Regions from separate parts of the Mus musculus genome. Here region 1 is linked to region 2. The links are chromatin contacts, called in public HiChIP or PLAC-seq maps. All regions are on one chromosome and are shown on one strand. Each heading gives the region's core, a stretch centred on a gene start, on an enhancer-like site or on the middle of the called end of the contact. The rest is flanking DNA. Distances are from core to core; before and after follow the strand shown.

Region 1 (2,700 bases), core at 3-2,502, 140 kb after region 2:
ATGCCTCTGCAAGCCTACAGCAGCACTGTTCTTAGGCAAAGCAATGCCTCTCTTCTCCCTGTCCTTCACAGAAGCCTGTCCACTGCCTTCTTCTGGACCTTTGGTGTCTTCTCATTGTCACAGGAGCTGTGTGAATATGGATGGACTCACACACTCATGGTGCATGGGCTTCCTAAAGCTGATCAATGAATCCTAGAAGCAGGAAAGAGCCAAGGTTGAGAAGCAAGGGACCATGGGAAGAGAAGGAAGAATGATGAAGGTAATTGGGACAAGAAAGTAGGTGCCACAGGAAGTTCCTCCACCAAAAGGAGCCATAGAGAGAACAAATGAGTCACAGTGAAATGACTCCCAAGGACCTGGCAGCAAGGACAAGAGAATGAGACTGAGAAGGACAAAGGGACAAGCCTGGTCACCCTCGCTCATCCGGAGTCAGCTGTGCTCCTTTGGAAAAATCACACAGCTTCTCTGGGCCTCTACCCACTTGCATATAAGTCAGGGATACTGATCACCCACCACAGAGCTGAAATGAAGACTGAATGAGATAGTATAAGTGAATCCCAAAACCCTGTATAAATGTCAGCCACTATGGTCATTGTGGGTTTTATTCATTTCTTCATCTATGTTTTGCGATTCTTCACACACTCGAACTCTAAAACAGCGACACAAAGGTGAGTGAGGTAAAAATAACAAGACAAAACCCAGCCATCTAAAGATTCTAAATCTAGAGGGGCAGACCTGAGGAAATACAGTGGTTACAATACAGTATGAGGTCCGGCTGGGAAAGCAGCCAGTCTAGGCTGGGTCACATTACTATGTGGGGAGGGCCAGCAGGCAGCATGGATGGCACAGACCTGACCGCTGAGGCTGCCTCCCAGCCAAAGAGGAGGGCAGAACTTGACTTATGGGCTTTGGAAAGACCCATGGGAAGAATGTGGACTTCACCCTAAGAGGGGCATGCCTACACAGCCTCCCTGTGCACAGAGGCACAATCCAGAAGTTTCTACGTTCTTTTCCATGTTCCCTGGGTCCTTGAAGAAATCATGCCCGTGAGCTTTTGGCATTCACTTTACTGTTCTTCAAAGAAAGCCTAACCCAGCCCCCGGAGTCCAGTCGTCTGCAGTGGGAACACTTGCAGACACGGTAGCATAGCGGTCAAATACAAACTCCTTGGGTAATTTCGCAGCCATGACCTGGCCTCCCGATTCCTTGGCTGGCCTCGGGTCACTTGTCCTCAAACACTCAGGGATCCACAGTACCAAACCAAACACGCCACGCCAAGCCACTCCATGACTCCTCGTTGTATTTACATTTCTCTGGTATGCCTGGCATGTGTCTCACTTTTTTTTCCTCCCTGCTGAACTCTTTGATCTTAAAATCCAGCCCAAGAATGAATGGCTTCCTTTGTGAAAACCTAAACAGTCACTTGCTCTTCCTCATATACAGATGCTAGCTTACAATGTATGTGTGTGCGCACACACACACACACACACACACACACACACTCCTATTCTCTCCTCTATAGTACTACCTCTTTTGCATAATTCTGTCACTGTCTATATCATATTGTGTAGGTCCTCTATTTTAACACCACTCCCTGTCTAGCTAGTACCAGACTCTGCAACATGCCGTTCAAGTGGATAAACCTATTCATCCGCTTGTTATTTTTATCTGTGAAAAAAGCATGCTATGTGCTCTCCCTGTACTTAAGTCCAGGATAATCTCCCATTCTCCTATGGGAAGACAAAAGATGCTTAATTAGGGGAAACCCAAGGTAACATAAGAAGGCATTCCTGGACTTTGATCCTATGGTGAAAGACGCAGGTCCCATTGACTAATTTCAGGCATGGTGTATGCAGTTGCGACATTTCAGGGCACTGAGCTCCTGTGCTGTCAGGGTGATCCTTCAGCTCTGTGAAAGATCATCATAAAAAGGGTGTCAGGTGTGTCCCTGCCTTCCTGCCACGTGATGCCAAGGTCACATTGAATAAAGAACAGCAGGAAGTATGCCTCATGCTGACCAAAGCCAGGAATTCTCAAACGTGAATATACATTGGAGCTAACTGAGGACTTGTTAAAACACAGGCGGCTGAGCCCCACCCTGAAGTGACTGATTCAGAGGGTCTGAGGTGGGGCCTGAGAACCTGCGCTCCTATAGGTTCCCAGGGGCTACTAATGCCAATGGCCCCCACATCTTGAGAACCACTGATCTGTGGAGTCCTAACATCTTTCTATACTTGTAAATTAAAAATATAGACATCCTTGGCTACCTGATCCTGCTGCCAGTCAAACATGGTCAGATCTGATCTTGGAATCTGAACACAGATCCTATGGCTCTGCCTTCCCATGATGTGACAACTGGCAAGTCACAGAACTTCAGAGCACCTAAGCTTCTTCTACAAAAGACAGCACTTACTGACCTATCACTGCCTACCCTCAAAGGTTTCTTGTGTAGGTATAGTGGGGAAAGGATAAATGAATGTCCTGCAGCTTAAAGGCACTGAAAGAACAAGAAATCAGACCAAAAGATGGCAGGTGTGTGCAAAGGATGCAGAGGAATTTTAAGGTGTACAGGGCAGTAGACAGTAACTCAAAGAGTTCAGATCCCCATTTCTCAACAAATCAGAAATACTTACCATTAACAGGTAAGTAGAAAGGAGGGGAGGAGAAGGGGAGAGGGAGGGAAAGGAGAAGGAGGAGGGA
Region 2 (2,700 bases), core at 71-2,570:
AGGAGGAGAAGAAGAAGTTGGTGCTTATAGATAAGCACTGGAGGTTGACCTATGGCTACCATCTGCATCTTCATTTGTGCACTTACCCACTCACACACTCCACACACAAGCAAACATACAAACACACACAAACACAAATACGCACACTCACACTGGCAGACTCAAAGGAAAAAAGTCAAAAGATCTGAGAATAACCAAGATCAAGATGAGGAAGAGAAGATCTATACAATCTACATATAGAAAACTTTAAGATGCTATTCTTAAGAGCCAAAAGAAAAACAAACCAGTAGAAAATGCACAATGTTCTTTGTTAAGAACACTCAGTATCATAAAAACATCTGCTGCCTTAAATCTATCTAAAATCTAAAGCGCCATCGGGAAAAAAAAATGGCATTCAGATGTTTTTTAACCACACAAGCATAGACATGCACCATTCAAACTTGAAACAGGTAAGAGTAATCCCCCACAAAAAGAAAAGACAAGGAGTAGGGAGACAGGAGTAATGAATGGGGACCAACTCACTCAGTATTTAATGCCAGGCGTGGTGGCGCACACCTTTAAGCCCAACACTCGGGAGGCAGAGGCAGGCAGATTTCTGAGTTCGAGGCCAGCCTGGTCTACAAAGTGTGTTCCAGGACAGCCAGGGCTACACAGAGAAACCCTGTCTCAAAAAAACAATAAATAAAAAATAAAAAATAAATAAATAAATAAAATGTTTTGAAAGATATTAAAAGTTACGATCATGCAACAAGGCTCACAAGTGGGTAAATCAATGGAATGGAGTAGAAAGTTAAGACATAAACATGGGACATGTGTGTTCACAAAAAACAGTGTTCAACTGTGACTAGGAGAAAAATTGTTTACTATGTGATCTTTTGTGACCTCCTGGAAAAAAAATAGGTCCACACCTAGCCTGTTGAGGTAAGTTCTAGTTACATCGCAGATTTAAATAAGAGAGAGTAAAATGGAAAAACACCAGAATAAACCAAGGAGAATCATTTGGTGTTTTCTAACTGGGAGAGCCAGAGACCGTATGGCAAACACACATACACAAATACACACGACTGAAAAATCTGACCCATGAGACTATGCAAAGGTTATGACACCTGACTAAGCCCAAATAAAGTTATCTGCAGGAAATGTTTGCAACTCACATGACAAATGATGAATTTCCTTATTTGTAAGGAGTGCGTGCCAATCACCAGGAAAGGTTAGCAGCTGGAACCTCCTGGAAATGAAATGGGAATGGCTGAGGGACAATGGGTTAACTGTCTCAATGTCACTCCTACTATGGGAAATGCAAATTAAACCGCAATGAGACATCAGCACCTACCACACTGGCAGACATCAAAGCATTTGCAAATCTGGTGTGGGCCAGGGTGTGGGGAAAGAACACCCCGTGCATGTTTAGTGGAACTGCAGACTGCCAAAGCAGCCATGTAAAGCAAGGTGGTACCACCCATCAAAATGTTAGACACCCATGTCCTTTGATCCAGCAATTCTGCTCCTGGGAATAGATTCTATTTGTCTGACATAAGATGTGTCCAAATGTCTTCATGGTAACATTGTGCAAGCAAAACTGTGCAAGGAATATTTATCAATAGAGAACTGTTTAGTTTATATGTTAATACGAAGTTATCTTAGTTGTTGCAACAACTCCATATGTACTAATATATGATGGTTCTATGATACATCTCAGAGGGAAAAGTAAGATAGAAGAACTAGAGAAGAACAGTATATGCGTGCACATACCCAGATTGCCCCTGGGGGAAAAAATAAACCCCACCCCCACCACCAAAGCCTAATAATCATAAATAAAGCCTAAGGAAAGGACCCGGGTGACTAGAGAAGGGAGAAGGAGGGCTTTGTTCTTTTACTGAGTACTCTTTTCGTGTCTCTTAAATTTTGTAGTACCAGCATTACCTGTAAAATACCAATAAGTTTCTTTAAACACATTCCACTGCCACCTGTCTATGACCATTGAATGGTGAATGATTTTTGCAGACAGATTCCAAAGGTCTGGAGGCTGGAATAGATATTCATTTAGTCTAGCCTCAACTTGATTGCCTGATCCCCCATAAGTATCTCTGAAAAATGTGGTTCACAGCCATGGCAGCACTGTGTGTGCATTAGAAATGCAGAGTAATCTCTGGGATTGAGGCCAACCTGGTCTACAGAGTTCCAGAATAGCCGGGATGCACAGAGAAACCCTGACTGAAGAGAGAGAGAAAGAGAGAGAGAGAGAGAGAGAGAGAGAGGAAGGAAGGATGGATGGATGGATGGATGAAAGGAAGGAAGGAAGGATGAAAGGAAAGAAGGAAGGAAGAAAGAAAGGATGAAAGGAAGGAAGGAGAGAGAGGGGGAGGGATGGAAAAAAGAAAGGGAGGGAGGGAGGAAAGAAGGAAGGGAGGAAGGGAAGGAAGGGGAGGAAAGGAAGAAGGGAGGGAGAGAAAAGGAAGGAGGGAGGGAGGGAGGGAGGGAGGGAGGAAAGAGAAAGGAAAGAAGAAAGAAAGAAAGAAAGAAAGAAAGAAAGAAAGAAAGAAAGAAAGAAAGGAAAGAAGGAGAGAAAGAGAAAGAAAGAAAGAAAGAAAGAAGGGAGGGAGGGAGGGAGGGAGGGAGGAAGGAAAGAGAGAGAGAGAGAACTGCAGAGTCTTAGGGCCTCATTGCTGATCCTCTGAATCAAGGAACTGCAGTCACTGA

The links. HiChIP or PLAC-seq counts read pairs in DNA pulled down with a chosen protein or histone mark.
Region 1: a FOXA1 HiChIP or PLAC-seq map of pancreatic cancer cells shows a contact between it and region 2. The contact joins two enhancer-like sites. A contact is called at or near these places in 2 of 484 Hi-C or Micro-C datasets (the N1E-115 cell line and nephron progenitors) and 3 of 115 datasets of contacts at active chromatin or transcription factors (a colorectal cancer cell line, pancreatic cancer cells and stem cell-derived neural progenitor cells).

Annotation. Positions count from the first base shown.
Region 1 is chr4:56,638,034-56,640,733 of GRCm38.p6, forward strand. All of the region lies in intron 6 of Gm34687 (a long non-coding RNA gene), which reads right to left. Among named protein-coding and RNA genes, the nearest start is that of Gm26144, 40 kb to the right of the region's middle. Within about 2 kb of position 1,253, at least 47 of the 459 cell types and tissues checked have an H3K27ac peak or open chromatin away from gene starts, as enhancers often do. A contact at or near this core is called in pancreatic cancer cells, where this site is marked.
Region 2 is chr4:56,498,806-56,501,505 of GRCm38.p6, forward strand. No RefSeq gene overlaps it. Among named protein-coding and RNA genes, the nearest start is that of Gm34628, 22 kb to the left of the region's middle. Within about 2 kb of position 1,321, at least 8 of the 459 cell types and tissues checked have an H3K27ac peak or open chromatin away from gene starts, as enhancers often do. A contact at or near this core is called in pancreatic cancer cells, where this site is marked.